Regions from separate parts of the Danio rerio genome. Here region 2 is linked to region 1. Evidence: chromatin contacts called from public HiChIP or PLAC-seq data. All regions are on one chromosome and are shown on one strand. Each heading gives the region's core, a stretch centred on a gene start, on an enhancer-like site or on the middle of the called end of the contact. The rest is flanking DNA. Distances are from core to core; before and after follow the strand shown.

What was found. HiChIP or PLAC-seq counts read pairs in DNA pulled down with a chosen protein or histone mark.
Region 2: an H3K4me3 HiChIP or PLAC-seq map of gastrula embryo shows a contact between it and region 1, with 3 times the contacts expected there. The contact joins the promoter of sdf2 here to the promoter of caln2 in region 1. A contact is called at or near these places in 2 of 4 datasets of contacts at active chromatin or transcription factors (embryo and gastrula embryo).

What each region holds. Positions count from the first base shown.
Region 1 is chr21:29,011,510-29,015,321 of GRCz12tu, forward strand. It overlaps caln2 (calneuron 2), which reads left to right and starts at 1,973. Exons shown (of 6, transcript XM_068216058.2): 1 at 1,973-2,117.
Region 2 is chr21:29,121,387-29,125,198 of GRCz12tu, forward strand. sdf2 (stromal cell-derived factor 2) reads right to left here and starts at 2,041. Exons shown (of 3, transcript NM_200039.1): 1 at 1,833-2,041; 2 at 1-122. The coding sequence starts at 2,007. It overlaps supt6h (SPT6 homolog, histone chaperone and transcription elongation factor), which reads left to right and starts at 2,838. Exons shown (of 37, transcript NM_145118.1): 1 at 2,838-2,909.

The DNA of each region.
Region 1 (3,812 bases), core at 723-3,222:
TAGACTGAGACGCTGTGAATGAAACACCACGCTGCAGACAGACGAAAACACAAATAAAAGAGCGCGCGCGTCAGAGGCACACAGAGCCCGCGCGGCTGCATCCAGCGGGAGCGCGCACGCTCTGGGCACACTTGGGCGCACACGGAGACACACACAATGACAGAAACAAGTGCTCAACCCAAGAAAACTTGAGCCGAGCACAGCAGGACAGGACTAGACATGACTGGTGTCCGGATTCTGCCACCAAAACAAGAATTAACATGACCAGAGTGGCAGAACTCTTACATTTATAGGTTACCTCCATAGGTAAAAAAAGAGCATGTTCTCATATTATACATTGCATTAGATCTTTTGACAGTGTCTAAATTGTTTAAGTTAAGGTCTTTTTAAATCCCACCCTTGTGAGAGTGTACTCTGATTGGTCATATTTCTCCTTTTCCATTGGCAGTTCGAGTGTTGGTTCAGACCATCTCTGAACTAGAAAAGTGGTTCTAAAGTTGCACTCATATTGGTTTGCCAGAAGTAAGAACTGTTTGCGTCAGGGCCTGAGGGCTGATCTTATAACTAAGGAGGAGGTGAACAAAAACTTTTTGAGTGCCAGATTTGAATTATCAGGAGGACATAATGATAAACACATTTTCTTATTAGCTTCTTATCTCTGTCTATACAAATTAGACACTCTGTATGAACATGTTATTATCGCTCTTAATCTCTCTCTTAACAAACTATGGTGCACTGCATGAACGCATTGGATTTGCTGTGTTTTCATGCTGATCTTGGTTTGCAAAGTTAATGGCATTGTGGAAAAATAAGTGTTGCCAGGGACGGACTGGGGCAAAAAATAAGCCCTGGCACTGTTGCCACACCAGCCCACATTACCACACCGACACAGCCCCACCCACGGACACGCACATTCACTATTTATTTTGGTGTAAAGATAGTGAAATAATATGACATTTTTGCCATATTTTGATTATGTCCGGGTAACCTTGGATTGGGTTGGCCCATCTTGAAACCAGGCGGCAGTTGCCGATTGTGCCAAATGCTTAACATTTATCATAATTATTTTTATTATCATCATCATAATATCACATCTAGCAAGAGATAAAAGCTGTCTGCACTTAAAAACAATACATATTAAAAAAAAACTGACCGGCCCACATTTAAAAAATTGGTTCCTCTATTTGAGGAATTTTGCCAGTATTGAGGAATTTGAGGAACATTTGCCAGAATTGCCAGATGGCCAGTCCGCCCCTGACCGGGAGAATTCCCGGTGGGCCGGTCTGTTTTTTGGCCGCGAGGGCCGGTATCCCTAGCTAAAGAATTGGTTGCTCTCAGCAGTACACTTTTTAAATTAATTTATTTATTTACTTGACCACAGTCTTTTTATTCATTATTTTACCGCAGCTCTACTCTTCTATCTATTTTCTCGCAGCTCAGTGAGCAAGTTGCGGCTTGCAGGTTAATGATGATATAACTTGATCAAACTTAGCTGAACAGCTGTTGTGGTTCAGTGGATAGCATGTTAGTTTTCGACCCCGCAGACCCGGGTTCGATCCTCATCTGAGTGATTTTTATTATTTTCATTTTTATTGTTAAGACATATAATACTGTTAGGGTTGTTGAACATTTGAAGTTCTAAAGCAGTTGTTTTCTCAAAAAAGACGTGATAGTGTCATTAGAAACTGAATTGGAAATGACCTTATTTTAATATAGTCAGTCGTGAACTGAGGTGGGCCAGTCTGAGGCTTGAAACTCCCGGGCTGAAAAGGAGGTTTTAAACTACAGCTGATCAAATCATTAATAAACATGTAAATGATGAAGTCGATCTCTCTCTTTTTATGTTGTATTGCTGCATTTATACTATAGTAATTGTAGTGTGTTGAGTGTGAGAAGGCACTCACATATTAGCAATATATGTATATTGTGTTGGCCTCTCTTTGTATAACCCTGAGTTACTTTTTGGTTGGCCATCTGTTTCTAATGAGTCTCCTGCAGGCTAGTTTAGTAAGTTAAAGAAAGAAGAAATGTCTGCACGTGTTTAGCGTTTTTCCTTATTGCAAACACAACAGTTTGCTGGTTTATGATGTTTCTGCATGTGTTTCTCCTCATCTGTGGTGAGTTTGACACTTTTATCATTTTTGCGAAGCCACAGAATTTGCGCTGCTTTGGATTTTGGGGGTTAATTATTGTGATCTCCTGTCCGTTCTTCGTAACTTACCTCGCTTAAAAGATCTAAGATGATTTGGCAGATCCTGGATCTTTTCATCTCAATAACTGATCTCTTCCTAATTTGGTTCTTCAAACAAGTTCGCGAATCAGATTAGAATGTCTGGATAAACTGATCTGAGATCGCTGCGTGTGTTGTGAAGGACAGATCTATCGATCCTTGAAATCATGATCAGCAATGCAACGATTGGCTGACGGCACAGTAGCGTAATGACATCATCTGATTAATATTCCATTATCCATATGAGCAAAATTACATCAAATTAGCAGTAAACCGTTAGTTAAATATGACACGCAATAACCTTCCACAGTTGTTGTGAGCTGCAGTCTTTACACTTTCATGTGTCAATAGTATTCATCATCTATTTCAATGCATATCAGTGTATTTAGTTTTACATTTAGAAAAGATTTTCTTTATCATAACTTAGTAGCCATTTTTTATATAGGTGTAAAGAATAACTGGATGTTTACAAAAGCATTTTGATATTGGTAAAGGTGTCTGCAACTTTTGTGAAGCATCAAATCACCGTCACATTAACTGTTAAAACATGTTTATGACTACATATGTATTATTGCTTTTAAAAAAAGTCACAAATCGTGCATTTCTATTATACACAAATTGTTCTAAAGCGATCTAAAAAGTTCATATCTATAAGTTTTCTCTTTGGCAGTCTTTGTACTTTCATTTCGGGGGTGCAGATTCCAAGTTTTATTATTTTCCAAAGTGTATATAACTACTACTGTAAGAAAATATCAGCATTTGGTACATACTTACAGTATTTTCTTTGCAAAAACTAACCCGATCTAATCCTGTTTATATGAATTGAGCCTGCTGCCGAGCAGGTTTGATCTACCGGAACTGTTGCTATGACAACAACTCTCGGATCAACTTTGAAGAACGAAATGATCCTGGATCGTGTCAAATCGTCCAAATCCAGCTAACTGAGTAATCCACGTACGAAGAACGAACCCCTGATTGTAACAAAAAAAAATAAAAAATACTGGGAAATCTCTGTAGACTGATGGTATTTCATGCCGTTCAGACTTATAATCTTAAAATGTCAGCAAAATCACTTGTTTTGTCATCACTTTAGACAGTACGCAGGAAAATCTTTCAAATACTAGCTCTAACGGGATGTTTGTGAAGTAGTAATGGTTTTTGCTGATCTGATGTCAGCTGCAGATGTGAATGAATCGCAGAAGAAAATAGTTCCTCATGAGGATTTTTAGACTCTCGATGTTTGATTGTCTTTTTTATAGACACAATAATGGCGTCGAACTGTTGTATAAACACAACATCACACTTGTAGCAGTGCAATATGGCTGTATATCATCACTGGTGGTACACTAAGGCCCCTGTCAGTGCTGATATACCGCCATATCGCACTGCTAAGTATGTGATATTGCTCATTTGTACAGCACTTTGATATTTGAAACTTTGCAGACCTTTTGCATTCACAAACAGTTACATATCACAAAAGTAATATCCAAAATAACACAATAGAGACACTCTAATATAAAACTTTATTTTTCAAACTCTTTATCTCTTATTAAAAATGGATTTTCTCTCCTCTGTCAAAATA
Region 2 (3,812 bases), core at 791-3,290, 110 kb after region 1:
ATTTTGTCCACAACGTACAGGAGTCCCTCGATGACATGAGTGATCACTGGTGCCCCGAACACTCCAGTAACTGTTACTGTCCTCCACTGTGGTCACACCTGTCACTGACTGCTGACCACTACCTGCAATTACAAAATCATAATAACACATTTATATTAATTAATTTATGTGAAGCAAGGATGCATTAAGGCAATTAAAAACAGAATTTTACTTTATTATAGAAGAATTCTATTAGAGATGATTAATACATCAGTGACCATATCGGTTTATCAATCAGCCAATAACTGCTTTTTTGTGTTTCCATTACTAGCCCAATAAGAAAATAAGTTAGAATATGGATTTCTTCAGAATTGCAACCTGACAATGATGTTAGGAAAAGAAGGATGTAAATGTTTCCTTGCTGTTTTCTCATTTTCTGCAGTTGTCCACTGTATGTTTTCAATTTTTTTTTGCAAGCGATTATGCATTGTAGGCCAGAGGTGCACGGTATTGAAACATTGCGATATTTTGCTTTGATGCAATATATATTGCAATATGAATATAATTTCACCTGTTGATTTAAATAGGTCTATTTGGAAAATATCTACTAATCTATTAAATTAGATTCACTGGGGTGATCAGTCCATCTGCATAAAAATTATAAATTGCAAGCATAATTTAATGATAAAAGTTAAATAAAGAAGTGCTTTATGGTTTTCTGGGGAAACGAACACTAACGAAATATATCGACCAATCAAATGTAAAATAACATGGTTATCATGGAATGAAATAATAATACTATAAAATAATATTTATTAATATCATTATCCTTTAATAAACAATATAATCCTGTAATGTGACTTTTGTGGATACATCCATTGCAATGTCAATGCTCAAACTATATATTGTTCAGCCCTACTGTAGGCTATTAGCCTGTATATTGGTAATCAGTTTTTAAATATAAAGACTTTCTTCTTGTGAGTAATGGCCTAAATTTCTATTTCACATGTGTATGTAAAATAGTTTGTGTTGAGAAGCAAGAACATTGAAGCATCTTAAACACTGGTGATATTTTTTTAATACTTTGAGCACCAAATGAGAATATCAGTAGTGTAATTAATAATAACCTTAATTTAATTTAGGTAAGTCAAGTGATTACCAGGCAAAGAGGCAACATAAAAAAAGCAGATATAAAGCAGCAGGAACAAAATACAATAACAATTTCACAAATGCAAATAATAACATGTTAAACCAAGGAAAAACTAAAAACAATCACAGTGATCTAATACTATTAACGGCACTGATTTTTAAAAAATGTTAGTGGAATGAAAGCGTTGAGCTTTAAGGTCAACTGAAAAAAGTAACGTTAGCGACCAAATGAAGTGCGAAGGTTAATAAAACTACCAGAATAGAGCGCAGGTTTCAACATGTTTTCTGGATGTTAAGAAGTGTTTTCCCAATAGGAGCTGTGTAAATGAATAGAAACCAATGAATTTGTCGACGTGATTGAAGAGAAGGCCAATTCAATGAGTTGAACAGTAATGAATAGGGCGCAGAAATTAAAGTATTCATTTCTGAACAACCATGACAATGAATGAATTAATGACTTTCAAATTACCATCACAACGATTAAGAAACACAATGTCGCTGTTTTACTGCATGATGATTATAAAGAAAGACTCTTGGTAAGCAAATGCACCCAATCCTAAACAATGTGTAGGCTTTAAACACATTTACAAACGAATAATATAGAAGTTAACATTTAACGTTTTTGTTAATTACGTTGTATAACACATCAAACGGCTGTCATCGAGACTGGACGAGCAGCATTTATGAATGAGTCACTCACTCACCAGACCCATAGCGGACATCGTGAGAGTGTAATCTGACGTTGTGTTTCACGTTGATCAACTTCACCACCGACCCGCATGTTACACAATTCATTTCACTGCAGAGGGTCAATGTAAACACACATGACAATAATACTGTTAGAGGCAACTGTACCCGCAGAAACACAAAACTGTCCATGGCTTCTTGAGCCCTAAGAGGAAAAAACTAATCTTTAAAAAACCTAAATGACGTCACATGCAGCGCGTGAAGAACCGAAAGAGAGCGCCGACTTCAGGTTTGGAGCTTCTGCCTGAGTAAACGCAGCACAGAAGAGGCAAATAATGCCAAGTACACCCATAATGGGATATCATTTGTGCAAGTGCCATAACTTTGTGGATGTTTGTTTTTCTGCTTGCCCCGAGAAAAAAAAAAGCAAATTAAAACTTGTAAAGACCCACAGAAACCAAGAATAACTCAATTCAAGTTTATTTGTATGGCACTTTTCATCTTAGTTTCAAAGCAGCTTTACAAAAGGTGCATATATTACTGCATTATAATGTTGAATAATGTTATAATTATTAGCATTATTGGTTAACAAAAAGTGTCAAATTCTTCACATTTTATAATCTAAGTTAATTTCATTTAAACATTTACTTGCGGATATGCATTGTACAAGTACTAAAAATCCTAAAAGTAGTAATAAAAGTACTAAACATTTGTATTTGTTATTAGACTTTAACATGAACTAATATTGAACGATTCATTATCATTTTAAATTCATTTTTATGCATTAACTAACATTGAATAATGGAATTCAACTAACGAATGTCACAAACTTATAGTTATAAAATAGCATATAGAGAAATTGGAAGCAAAATGCAAATAATTTAGGACATTTGATAAATAAAATCAAAACCCTTTCAATCACAACAGCGGCACCACGACCGGAAGTTAAATATGTATATACCGGAACCAGAATTTCGACTATATCCCCTCAGCCATTTTTTGTTGTCACTTTCAAGCTTCTCCAAAAGTGACGCTCTATTCTTCATCTCAGCACTTATTTTCACGTATTTAACCGAGCTTCATTGCGAGGAGAAGTAAGTGGGCTTTTGTGCACGATATTTTATTCCAATATGCCGTTTTATAAAGCAGCACGTATCGCCTGTGTTGTTTTTGTTAGCGCACAGGTTAGCGATTAGCATGAGGGCCTTGATCTCCCACAGTGTCGCGGACAGATTAGTAACGTGATTATTAAAATGGTTGTAAATTATTATTTGCTGTTCAAGTTTTATTTATTTACGGCTTTTGAGATATTTCCTAATGAGTTTAAGGTTGTATTTACGCGTCCTGATTCATTTGCTAAGCTAAGTTATTAAGCTAGTCGCATGGATGCCAAGTTCAACTTAATGTATATTTTGGCATCTGAAAAGCTTCAATTTAGAAGTAATATGTTGTGCTATGTCTTCACGTTAAGTGTTCTTCCGAAAATGTTATATACGAATAATCGAGCTGAGAGACCAGTGAAGCTTAAATTGGGCAGGTTGTCTTTATCTTTTGTTTACTAATGAAATTATTTGTCAGATTCATTTTGAGGTAAAGTTAAATTTTTTTCGCTAATTCAGACTTTGTCCTTAATAATATAGTTTCAAAAAAGTGATCCTTGCAAATTCTAAGTGGTTACATCAAGTACATCATTGTTCATCGTCAATTAAATTGAGCTAGTGTTCTTTTGCAGTCAGTATTGCATGAGACTTCAGACCTAATATTCAAAGAAACATGTTAAACAATATATGCACCTTGTCACAAGTTGTCACTGAACGAATATGCAAATTTAAAACCAACTTTACCTCAACCAGATTCCTGACTGTTCAATTGTTTATTGTTGCTATCATTGATAATCTGAATTGTACAGATTATGTTATAATCTAACGTTTCACATATAGTTATTATGAACACCCCAAAACCACTAAATGCCATACCTTGTTTATTATTGTGATACT